Linked DNA regions of Mus musculus: regions 1 and 3 are each linked to region 2. The links are chromatin contacts, called in public ChIA-PET and Hi-C maps. All regions are on one chromosome and are shown on one strand. Each heading gives the region's core, a stretch centred on a gene start, on an enhancer-like site or on the middle of the called end of the contact. The rest is flanking DNA. Distances are from core to core; before and after follow the strand shown.

Region 1 (4,149 bases), core at 1,455-3,954, 80 kb before region 2:
CATAGTGTTGCCGGGTTTGTTCACACAGCAGTGAGTGAAACAGACGAGTCCCTCTCCCTAACTTGGTCAATAAAATCAAGTGAGACAACAGAGGGGAATTAGTGATTGTAAAATGCTATGGAGGAAATAAATGAGGAACCATGTCAGAGGCCAGGCAGGCACAGCAAGGCTGATACAAAAGGCATCTGCCATGGAGAGAGCCCTGCTGTTGCTTAGACAGTTGTTTAATTTTCCTGGACCATCGGAAGACCATCTGCTCACCATTCTGCATCTACGTGTGGACACATGGAATGTGGGCACTTCTGAGCCTGGCCTAGACAACCCACACATTTGGTATCTCACCAGGTGAATGCATTTGACCCTGCTGAGAACTCTGAGAAGGAGCAGGGGATAGAGAGAGGGCACTGAAGTGGCCACGCAGGACATGGCTGATCCTTGTACCTAACACGCATTTTCACCATACTCACGCTGCACTGGGTCCTAAAGGGACACATAAGACCAACCATTTTAACCCTCTGAGGCCTAGAGTTCTGGAACAGAACATTTGGCACATAGACAGGTCTGGCTTTTCCCCCTCCTTCTACTTCCCAAGCAGGTGTTTGTGACTGCCCCTTTGAAAATGTTATTACAAGAGAATAATGTCCTTAAGACTAAGGAGGCTTGGACATCACCAATCACAAATGAGAGAGGATTTGATTGTTACAGCACTGTCATTTCTGTAGGGGAGTGCTCATGACAAGATGACAGGAAGTGAGCAACTCTTCAGCATGCAGCCTGTCACCCAGATCACTTCCATCTAAGCTGACCAAGTGCAACCCAGCGCCATCTCTAAAGGACTAACAGAGCTACTGTGACAGGGACTCACACCCACCTACTGTACTGGATTCAGTGGTCTAATACACACTAACATAATTAACAACAAAACACTGGGGGCTGAGCTTAGTGGTTCATGCTTGCTATCACAGCCCTCAAGAGATTAAGGCAGGAAGATTGCCAAGTTTGAGGCCAGTTTGGGCTACACAGACAGACTGTTTCAGAAAAACCAATAAATGAATGAATCCTGAGGACCCAAAAATAATACAGAATAAAATAACAAAAGGGAAAAATGCAAAGGAAATGAAAGAGGAGGGGAAGGGAAGGGAAGAGACAGGAAATTAAACCAAACAGCAAGGGCACCTGTCCCCTGGAGGCTGGCTATTAGAGGATGTCTCTGTCAGGGCCACCAGTGTAACAGCTCACTCCGCATCGCCCTCACACATCTTTTAGAGATGTGAGTCTCCCTGTCCTTTCCCACTCCTCTCAGAGACTCCCATTTATCTCTTGTCCAGTCAGCACTGAGAGTTCGCCTTTGTATCAGTATCTCTCCTGTGTTTTTACATTATAGAGTGCCTTTGTCATTCATCAAACAAGTCATTTAATTAATACCCCTCCATGTGATGTCAGTACTTTCATTTTTAAGAGCTAGTAATTATTATCTACCCAGAAGACACTTTTCCTGGCCATGGGTCTTAAGCTTGAAGCACCCCCCCCCAAAAAAGACCAATAAAGCAATACTAAGTTTTAATGCCTACCTCTTAAGACACAGACCAGTCTAGGGACTAATGGTTTATTGGGTGACACCATGTTGACTAAGTTGACTAAATATTGGCTAAATCTATGAAGACTCACACAGTAGTGCCCTCACAAGTGCTGAAGGGACAGAAAGATGACTGCAGCACAATAACATTTGTAGTGTCTGTCTGACACTAATTCTCTATCTTGTCCACCTAGCGGTAAGCATTAATAGATATGAAATACAGAAAACCAATTTAAAAAATGGTTCAAGTAACTATGTGTTAAAAGGTCTTTGGATTGGGGAAAAAAAGAGAGGAAAGGAGAATGGGGAGGAAGAAGAAGAGAAGAGAAGAAAGCAAAGCGGGGGGGGGGGGGGGGGGGAGAAGAGGAAAGGGAGGAGAGACTGAGATACAAGGTCTCCGTGCTTTCTTATTCAGCAGACTAAACTTGGAGCCTGGCAATTCTTTCCCAACAGAGAATGTGGTTTCCACCATCAGCTTGATCCAATTTTATTTGGTGCCATGCAAACCAAATACTGAATTCTGCAGTGGCCTTGGTCACCTAACGTCTCAAACCCACCCAGCCATGGACTCACCTTTCTACCTCATCATGGTGGCAAGGTTAATAAACGTAATATTGTTCTCTCAAATCATGGGCTTTGTGAGCAATCGGGACAGGTGACAACGCTGTAAAAGTGAAGTTTACCGTTGCTACAGTAGGTTTAAGGAATCCAAGGTGCTAAATTACTCTGGGGTTGAGGGATAGAGCTGGTAGATAGCCAGGAGAGGGACATTCTTTATCCCTTACACCTGATAAGTGTTGCCTGCATAGAGAATCTCACAAATATTTGCTGGATATGAGTATTCCAAGGCTTTCAGAATCTTTTAATGTCTGCAAAATGATTTTTGAAGGAGCAAAAATCATTGACTGAAAGAAACTTTGTTTTGGTTTTTGTTTTTGTTTTTTTTTTTATCTTTTACTATGTCTTTCAATTTGTTTCAGGTTAATTTTTACCTGAAAGACATTAAGGGCAAAACCCATGTCTCATAGATATTTGTTTGCTTATTTTGTTCTAGAGGTAGAAGCCAAGGCCTTTCATGTGCTAACCATGTGACACAGCAGTGAGCTATGCTCCAGCCCTCTCAGGACTTTCAGAGTCAGAAGCTGGGCAGTAACTGCACTCCGCTATGACTTAACTGGCTTGAAGCTAACTTCTCTCAGTTCTGAGCTCCACCTGTTAGGGTCGGGAGAGTTCTCTCTCCTCCTACGCTCTTCCACAGTGACTCCTGGTCCTGCAATCCAGTCTCAGGCTCTTCTGGGTCTCTGGGATGAGTGTGGTGCTAGAACAGAGCTTCTGGGTAGGGAGAAGGGCTTCCAGAGAAGCCAAAGCCCGGAAGTCACCAGACCCTTCTGCCTGTGGTAGGTCAGCATGGCTGGCTGCTGGCTACAAGCTATCTTCTTTAGCTGCTGTAGTGCAGAGGTTTTCTTGGTGGTTCTGTGCTGCCAAGCAGCTCCTGACAGAATCCAGGGTGACTTAGCGAGTCATCCCTGCAATCTCCCGTCATCTGGGCTCCTCTGGAAACAGTCATTTCCTCTATCCTAGTGCACTTATCTACCTAGTCTCTCCCAGGATCCGCACTCTGGGAGCAGCTTGTTTCTTGGGATTTCTACAGTAAGCCATGTCTCAGTTCTCCATGTCCCCCAACTGCAGAGAACACTTACTTAAACCCTCCAAGGAATCCAGCTCATCCCCTTTTAGTTAAGGTAAAAAGCAGACATGTTCCATGCTTCCCTTTCTAGGGAGGGTGAGATTTGGAGCATAGCATGCATGGGTCTCCAAAATCCTATGGATGATGTTGAGCCACAGACCAGGCTGTGTGCATGCCTGTGTGTCTGCAACCCTGCTTTATCGTCTCATCCATCGCGTTAAAATCCACAGGGAAAGCTTTGGGTATGCACTCCAAATTAAAGCTAAAGTAGTTCCATTTTATTTTACGTGTGTGTGTGTGTGTGTGTGTGTGTGTGTGTGTGTGTGTGTGTGTGTGTGTGTTATACAAGTACTCTGCTACTGAGTTACAATCCTCAGCTCAAAACAGTTCTACTTAATGAGGTGTGGAGAAGAACACTGGGCCATATTGAAAAATGGGAAACACTAACTTCCAAGTTAGGGAGTCAAGTGTGTTCTCGTCACCCCATCACACTTTACACTGTCCATGTTGCTATGTGGCAAGCTGACCCTACACCCAGCTAGACCTCCCTCTGTGTGGCTTAAAGGGTTCCCTCAGTCATCTTCGGATTCTAAGCTCTCCTGTCTCATATCATCTCCTGGAGATGCTGAAGGATCAAAATTAGTCATATGCAAATGAGACTGGCTCTGTTCCCTCTCCAATTTAGCTCTTCTATTCTCTTCCTGAATTTGAACCAAACCATGGACTTCACACAGTAGAGTTAGGGAACTATTCTGAGGCACCGACTCCACAGCATTTTAGGAATTGCTTTTGTATTCTGTCTCTGAACCCAGAGATCCTGGCCTGCTCCATTAGCTAGGACTCCTGCAGTCATCAGTTTACAGAACACAAGTGCCACAGCACAGTG
Region 2 (3,997 bases), core at 684-3,183:
TGCAGGTCTACTGGAAAATTCTTTCGCGTGTAAACAGTTCTCTAGGGACAATTGCTTGACTTTATGAGGCTATGAAAGTGATGTAAGTTTAGTAGACAATACTTCAGACTTTGATATTTTCTCTGTGAGGAAGATAGTCTCCATCAATGTTGGGCACCAAGCAACAACCCCTCATCAGCCATGGAGGCAGGCAGCAGCAGCAGCAGCCATGTGACCACAGGATGGAGTCAGGACATCATCTCAGCCATGTGACCACAGGATGGAGCCCTGCAGGAACCAGAGCTACTGTGTGCTGTGCTGCTAAACTCTGGTTCTTCGGTAGGTTAGCTGCATCCCATGTGTGGTAATGACAATGGACCTTATAGGCTCTTAGGACTGGCACTATTATTAGGAGGTGTGGCCTTGTTGGAGGAAGTGTGTCACTAGGGGTGGACTTTGAAGTTTCAAAAGCTCAACAAAGGCCCAGTGTCATTCCTTTTCCTGCTGCCTGCTGAACCAGCTGTAGAACTCTGGGCTCCTGGGCCCCTTCTCCAGCACCAGGTCTGCCTGCAGGTTGACAAGCTTCCTGCCATGGTGACAATGGACTGAACCTCTGAGCTATAAGTCAGCCCCCACTAAATGTTTTCCTTTATAGGAACGGCCTTGGCTGTGGTGTCTCTTCACAGCAATAGAAATCCTAACCAAGACTTCATGCTTTCATAATTTACAGTATTTTACATTTGCCATGTGCTTATTTGGATGCAACTCATCTTTAATTGAGAAAAATCTGCACTGCACATTATATAGAAGTTAATTTATAAAAGGGGGGGGGGATCAGTCTTCTAGGTAGGAAAGGATAAATAGTGGCAACCCTTAGAACTCCCTTAGAGCCATCTAAGCTAATTTAAAATGGCATTGGCAATGCTGGGCGCACACTGGCTGACTTGGTTCTGTTACGTGCCAAACACCTGACAGCCTGTTGAAGAAGAGCTGGTCCGTGCGTTAAGAAAAGGTGTGCACAGACAGCAAGCAGATCCTGAGCTGATGGTCCCCTTTGTCCTGGAAGAGAACCTACAAAGCCTCTCTCTAGCACGAGAAGATCTTGAATTTTTTTCCCATGAATTTTCAAGTCTCTTTCAACGACACTCACAGATTCGGTTCTCCCAGTCTTAGCAGCCCATTTTACAGACAAGACAATGGAAGCAAGGGCAGTCCAGGTTAACAGAGCCCACTGCTACTAATAAAATCTTATCAACAGTGTGAGGTTCAAATGCACCGCATTTGTTCACAAACTCCAAGAACTGGCTGTTAGAAACAAGGTTCAGAGGGTTTACTGTAAAGCTTGGGAAAGAAGAGCCATCGGCTGCGTGGGTAACAAACGGATGGGATTCATTACTGTGAAGACATGTAGCTTAAACTCCAGATGGAGTCAGACACATCTCCAGGAGCCTCTGAGTGACAGATTTACACTCCACTGTTCATGAAAGGGAGATGCTACAGGGCATCTCCTCCCAGAAAGGCTGCTGTGTGCATTTTTACAAAACACTCTGCCAGTACAGTGCAATGCAAAGCTAAATACAGACTAGTCATCAGCAGGTTCCTTAAGGCAAGTGGCACTCACACTTCATCAGGCCTTACATGGGTGCTTGTCTAGCTAGCACTTGCTAGGGTTGTTCCCAGCCATAATCTGATGTTAATTATTCAGCAGACTTTACAAAGTCCCTGTCTGTTGATTCCCCCCCCCCCCCAGGAAGAATTTACATTTGAGGGGAAACAAGGCATGTTAGCTTAGTTTGGCTGTGACAAACCAGCACAGGCCCCTCGTGTGGCCAAAGTTCAGCCCTAGGGCATAGTAATGCCAGTCGTAGGAAATGAGCTTCCTCGGTTGCTGAGTAGCTTCAACTCTAACCATTGATCACGAGGGAGGAGGCAGAAAGGGCAATGGATATAAGCCAAGGAGGGCGCCAACCAGGAGCTCACAAGTCGAAGGGCACATGCTTGTGGGAGCCACTACACTGCCCTCTGCATACGCAAACCTGCAAATAAGAAACCCCCTTTAATGTTTCCAATGCTATCTGTGGGGGCAAGCACTGTAAAGCAAAATGGCTAATTTTTCTATAATAAAGAGAATTTGAATGAGCAACTTAAATCAATATTAGGCAGTGGTATTATGTGTATTAATATCTACATATCATTAGCATAATCCCAAGTGAATTTTTTCATTACTAAAAGTAATGCTAGGCTTGCCTTTTCATTTCCTTTGGTATTAACTTATATTCAATATAAATTTGGTTAGAAATAACTTTTGTTTGAAAGCTGATCTACTTCCACTCTCTGTGTAGACATGAACAGACACACAGATTGTGTGTGTGTGTGTGTGTGTGTGTGTGTGTGTGTGTTCACATATACAGATTGACAGCAGGATGCTTCAGTTCAGAGACTATCAGAGGAGTGTTTTGCACACAGGCAGAGAGAAAGAGAGGCCCCTTGACTTTTCAATCTCTCTTACAACTTCAGAACTCTGCAGACTTTCTTTGAAAGGGTTACCCAAAATCAACACCTAGATGTGTAAAATCTGGAATTCAGTGACTCTAAAACACAACAATAGGAAAAGCCAAACCCTTCAATACAAGCATCTAATGAGTGCCCCAACCTTCTCTCTGCATGGCACTTCAATCCAAAACCTATGTACAGACTCAAGAATAACTAATGATACCTTTAAGCCTGTGGCTCAAATCAGGACCTCAGAATATGGGCTCAGTTGTCTTAATGGCAGACGGTCACCTCTGGAGAGCACGCAGTGGGAGACACTGGGTGTGCATCAGCAGGCTGTTCTTGGCACTCTCTGTGGCAAAGGCTAGAGCAGGCTTGCTCACAGGAGCCACCCAGACCAGTTCTGTCTGCTGCAGAGATATTGCGAGCCACGTCTGCAATATTAAATGCACTAGGAGTCATGCTAATAGTTTAAAATCAAGTGAATTTAATTTTAAAGTACATTTTATTATCTATTATTTCAACATATATTTAGTATTTTTAAAGGATAATATAATTTTCATTTGTTTCTGTTATACTGTTTTTAGACACGTGTTGGTCAGTTTTATGTTAACGTGACACAAGCTAGAGTCATTTGTTAATTGAGAATTTGTTCCTCATTTGTTAAGAGGAATTCTCAGTTGAGAAAATGCCTCTGTAAGATTGGCCCATAGAAGCCTTCAAGACACAACAGGATCAACTCACATATGAGCTCACAGAGACTGTAGCAGCATGCACAAGTCCTAGGTCCCGGCACTGATCATAGGACGTGGACACTGGATCCCACTCCCAACCAAGAAGCTATCTGCAACTGGCAAAGGGAAAACCGTTTTCTCCAATGGAGTGTCACTGAGAGCATCAACCACACTGCAGGGCAGGTCCAGCGCTTGGAGTGGCTGGCCAACACAAAATGAACTCCATGACGGTTTTGTGAACTCTTTTGTTTCGTTTTGCTTTGCTTTGGCACATTTCAACTTAATTGGTATTTGTTTTGATTTTTGATTTTGTGAGTTTGTTTGGTTGTTTCTGTTTCTTGGGTTTTTGTTTATTTTGTTTTGTGCAAATATAAAGTAGAGTGGGTAGGGTGGCTGGGAGGAGCTAGAATGTGGGAGGGGCAATGATCTAAATATATTGTATGAAAGAAAGTGTTGTCACTTTTTAAAAAATAAAAAAGATAGGCCCGTAAAGCAAGCTTGATTAGGGACTGACGCGTGAGAGGAGGGGATCCTGGCTGTATAAGAAAGCAGGCTGAGCAAGCTGTAAGGAACAAGCCAGTAAGTAGGCGGCACTCTTCTTCCATGGTTTCTGCATCAATCAGTTCCTGCCCCCAGGTTTCCACCTTATGTTTCTGCCCCGACATCCCTCACTCATAGTGACCTGAAAGTTGTAAAATGAAATAAACCTTTTACTCCCCAGGATGCTTTTAGTCATCAATAATTCAGAGACTAGCCATAATTCAATGAGCCCTTAGCCACATGCATTTCCA
Region 3 (4,180 bases), core at 457-2,956, 130 kb before region 2:
ACTGAAAGTCACACCAACAATAGGACCAAATCAAGTTTCAAATCTGGATGTCCAGGCCCAAAGTCAATGGCTTTCTAGCACAGTTGCTAGAAAAGTCCCACGTGGGTCTGATCCCATTAGAATTTACTGGAAGCTGTCACAAAATATAGATTCCTAGTCTCTATCCTGGGCACAATCCACTCCATGAATCTGGAAGGAGTCTTCAAAATCTGTTTTCCTAGACATTTCCAGAAGATCCTTGAGCGCATCCAGGGCAGAGGTACTGTCTTGACCTCACCAAAGGGGAGACCAGGCAGGGGACACTGGGAAGCAGGGAGAAGGGAAGACAGTGGTTTATTCACACACAGCAGAGATTGTGAGAGTGTGTAAGATGAGGGAATGAGGCAAAGCGGATTCTGGATGAGAAGGAGCTGAGATGCTGTTGATGGAACAGAAGGATGCAGGCATGGTGCACTTCTGGACAGTGTGCTTGATGTCAGCAGCCCAGATCCCGTAAACTCACCCTCTGGGGCAGTTGTCACTTGGGCATAGAGAAATGCAGGCTCACCAGCCACACACTGGGAACAGAAGCTTAAGGGATGGTTTGGAAGAGGAAGTGGGAAAGGCTTCTGAAGCACAATAAGCCAGGCAGCCACTTCCACTCCTGGAAGTGACATGACAGACATCATTAGCTAGTGGCCTTTTCTCAGCCAAAAGGTCTTCAGACTCCTGAGGCTTGCTCTATGCTCTCTGAGCAGCAGAGTTTGCCAAAATGGAAGGGAAGCCAGTGGACCACTTGGGTCATGTGTCTATCTCTCCGGATGCTGACATGAGAGCCAATCAAAAGCCAGGAAGCTTCCTACCTTAGCTTTCAGTAGGGTCCTGTACACCATTTAAAGGGTTAGCTAATCAAACACCCACGGGAATAATTCTCCAAGGCGCATTTGAGGTATAAAATATGTCACAACGTCTGAAAGTCTCACTTCCTGATTTAACTCAACAAACATACTTCACAAGCAAAATGCACGAATGAATGCCACTCTTAAGGTGGTTCCACAAGCAGAGGAGTGACACGGTAGCATCTGCTTCTACAGCAATGTCCCATGCATACTGGAGGCCCTCCCTAGCCAGGGGCCTTTTCCAGCACAGGAGAGAGTTCTCCCACTGGGTCAACCTGTTTGGCAGTGGTGGAGGTCCCTGAGGTTTGTGGAGGTAGAGAAGGGACACCTTGCTCCCCTTGGAGTCTAAGGATTGAGAAAGCTAATATTTTATTCTTGCATAACAAAAGTTGACTCACCTTGTCAACATAGGGATAAGTCAACATGTTCCTGTGGGCAATATGGGAAAGGTCATGCAAGCAGAGTGCTGAAGCCACTCAAAAACAGGACTTAGGACTGAGATGGGTGGATCCTAGCCCTCTAGATTGGGCTCTGCAGTCCACTCCCTTCTAAAAGTACTGCCTCTGGCCAGTACATAATGAATAAGCAGTATCAGCCTGGCTACTGCCATGTCCCCCAGCTATGAGCAGCAGGTTACTGGTACTATAGATGACTTCCTGGTTCCAACCTCACCTCTAGCTACCATGTGAAGGCTTTGCCTTGCTAATAAAATATTATCTTAAAATTCACTGCTTGGCCAATGGCACCATGGTAACCCAAAGACAAGGTGTGTGGGGCCCCAAAGCAGGGAGCCAGGTATCTGTGTACATAAGCAGGATCTATGGGGTTTGACAAATTGCACACAGGCTACTTTTATGACTCACAGATTGGGATAGGATCAAAGAATAACTACTATCCTATTCCCGTCAGGTGATTTGACTTTGGCAGTTCTACAGATCAAGGGTGTGAGGTCCCAAGCTCCTGTTTAGAATAATCAGCACAAGCTCTGAGTACCTGACCTCCCACTGGAGGAGGGCTCCTGGGAGAGCTGTCATTCCAGCATCAACTGCATGGTTGCTTTTGGTCTCTTACTAAAGAAAATCAGACTAGTCCCATAACGGTTGGCTTTTGAACCTGTCAGCTCCAGGCTCACATTTCACACACTTCTGACTTAATATTCAAATGTGGCTTCCTTGTTGTTTTTAAGTGAATTCAAAAGTGGCAATTCTTTTAGGCCATTAACTCCAACACTTCCTCAGTGACTTTGCCTGTGGTTTTGCGGGGGTGGGGGTGGGATGGGGTGGGGTGGGGTGGGGTGGGGGTGGGGGTTGGTTTTAGTAGTTGAGCTCCAGATGTATGGTGTTTAGGGATAAGAGCCTCCCAAGGACATAGCTAAGGAAGTGATAGTGTTTGTTTCTAAGAGGATAACAAGAGCTTCTAATCCCACAGGGAAATGGAGAGAGAGCAGAAATTTGGGGCCATCATGTGACATTGGGCTTTCTCCAGTCAAGTCTTGGTCTTATGTATCCTTATGGCCCAACAGCTCCTAGTGCACTCTCTGGCTTCAGACAGGCCCTTAATATGCACTAGGTGCATGAATGACTGAATGCAGGGACGCCATCCATACACCACTGGAAAAGAAGATTTCTAAAGATCCTTACTGCCCAATGTGCACGCCTGCTGTTCATGGCTACCTCCCTAGCACCCGTGAGCTTCTTCCCCCTTCCCGTGTTTCTCTACATTTTCTGATCATGTTTTAGGCAGGATTGATTCCAAAGTTGATGCTGATCAGTCAGGGAAAGTTAGCAGTTACCAACCCCTTGACCACAGAGATGAAGTCAGGAATGGGAAAATGAAGTCAAGGAGGGCTGAAATGTCATTCTGATGGTTTTCTCGAAGCACTAATAAATGGGTGGTCTCTTTGCCTGATGTTTCTGAAAGCAGTGCCAATACCCTTGGGGGTATTGGGTCTGTCTAGAAATGACATGGGAAGAACTTGTTAAAGTCCAGTTGAAGAAAAGTATCATCCAAATAATAATAATAATAATAATAATAATAATAACAACAACAACAATAATAGTAATTTAAAAGGCCAGGGGAGTGGAAAGGGTCATGTCCAAACATGCCCGAATCCAGAGCCTCTGGTCTATGTGACCACTGACTGGAATATTCTATTAACTTGCAATCAAGAACACTATGTTACGCCCAAGTTGCAGGTACCCAAAACCCACCGAGGAGTCAACTGTGCTGTAAAACACGTAAGGTCCTTCTTATGAGCTCTCCAGCAAGGTCTCTCAACCTCTCACTGTCACGCAGCAGACACTTTAGTATAGAGGGCTTCAGGGTTTTATTGTGGTTACAGAAAAACTGAGGGAATTTCTGTACAGGTCAGCAAGTTAGTATGTTAAAAACTGCATTTCGGCTGCGGGAGCCGCGGGTTACCGTGCAGACATGGCCAAGTCCAAGAACCACACCACACACAACCAGTCCCGCAAATGGCACAGAAATGGCATCAAGAAACCCCGGTCGCAAAGATACGAATCTCTTAAGGGGGTTGACCCCAAGTTCCTGAGAAACATGCGTTTTGCCAAGAAGCACAACAAGAAAGGCCTGAAGGAGATGCAGGCCAACAATGCAAAGGCAGTGAGTGCGCGCATGCGCAGAGGCCATCAAGGCCCTGGTGAAGCCTCAGGCCATCAAGCCCAAGATGCCAAAAGGCCCCAAACTCAAGCGGCTGGCTTTCACCGCTCACCCTAAGCTTGGGAAGCAGATTCGAAGCTACATGGCCAAGGGTCAGAGGCTCTGCCAACCGAAGCCCAAGGTCCAAACCAAGGCAGAGGCCAAAGCTCCAGCTAAGGCCCAGGCTTCAGCTCCAGCCTAGGCTCCCAAAGGTGCTCAGGCTCCCAAAGGTGCCCAGGCCCCTGTGAAGGCCCCATAGAAAAGGCTCCTGCCAGTGTGAAGACAGACGACTGCTGTGACACACCCACCCACACACTATTTGCAGATGACCAGTGTCCTATGCTGTTCTTACAAATAAACTCAGGCAAGATCTGTTAAAAAAAACAAAACAAAACAAAAAAAACCTGCATTTCTGGTGTAATCTGCAGGAGCCGAACACAAGGACAGAAGCACCTGACAAGCAGGATGGCTGAGTTATCCCTGCCAGATGTCGCAGGTTATTTATGTGCATCTTCACCCTGCTACTGTAGCCTGACTGGCTGTCGCTAAGGTGGTGGGCTGCCATAGGACGCCTGCTTAGGACGACTCTGTGATTTTCTTCCCCGAACTGCAGTTTAGCCCCTGGTCTTGCACAAAATGGAGTT

What was found. Hi-C and Micro-C count contacts between places; a contact is called where the count stands out from the background. ChIA-PET counts read pairs in DNA pulled down with a chosen protein or histone mark.
Region 1: a contact with region 2 is called in an ESRRG ChIA-PET map of liver, with 7 times the contacts expected there. The contact joins two enhancer-like sites. A contact is called at or near these places in 1 of 39 promoter capture datasets (embryonic stem cells), 19 of 484 Hi-C or Micro-C datasets (CD8 T cells, the N1E-115 cell line, bone marrow-derived macrophages and 8 more), 10 of 115 datasets of contacts at active chromatin or transcription factors (the HPC-7 cell line, embryonic stem cells, extraembryonic endoderm stem cells and 4 more) and 3 of 9 other capture datasets (adipose tissue, liver and pancreatic islet).
Region 3: a contact with region 2 is called in a Hi-C map of liver, with 2.9 times the contacts expected there. The contact joins two enhancer-like sites. A contact is called at or near these places in 3 of 39 promoter capture datasets (embryonic stem cells and neutrophils), 22 of 484 Hi-C or Micro-C datasets (the Ba/F3 cell line, the C2C12 cell line, LSK cells and 11 more), 14 of 115 datasets of contacts at active chromatin or transcription factors (the HPC-7 cell line, embryonic basal ganglia, embryonic forebrain and 9 more) and 4 of 9 other capture datasets (adipose tissue, bone marrow-derived macrophages, liver and 1 more).

What each region holds. Positions count from the first base shown.
Region 1 is chr6:54,129,591-54,133,739 of GRCm38.p6, reverse strand. The region is part of intron 1 of Chn2 (chimerin 2); the gene reads right to left. Among named protein-coding and RNA genes, the nearest start is that of 9530036M11Rik, 21 kb to the left of the region's middle. Within about 2 kb of position 2,704, at least 17 of the 459 cell types and tissues checked have an H3K27ac peak or open chromatin away from gene starts, as enhancers often do. A contact at or near this core is called in hepatocytes and liver, where this site is marked.
Region 2 is chr6:54,049,272-54,053,268 of GRCm38.p6, reverse strand. All of the region lies in intron 1 of Chn2 (chimerin 2), which reads right to left. Among named protein-coding and RNA genes, the nearest start is that of Chn2, 11 kb to the right of the region's middle. Within about 2 kb of position 1,933, at least 3 of the 459 cell types and tissues checked have an H3K27ac peak or open chromatin away from gene starts, as enhancers often do. A contact at or near this core is called in hepatocytes and liver, where this site is marked.
Region 3 is chr6:54,176,812-54,180,991 of GRCm38.p6, reverse strand. All of the region lies in intron 2 of Chn2 (chimerin 2), which reads right to left. It also overlaps the pseudogene Gm15526. Among named protein-coding and RNA genes, the nearest start is that of 9530036M11Rik, 26 kb to the right of the region's middle. Within about 2 kb of position 1,706, at least 28 of the 459 cell types and tissues checked have an H3K27ac peak or open chromatin away from gene starts, as enhancers often do. A contact at or near this core is called in liver, where this site is marked.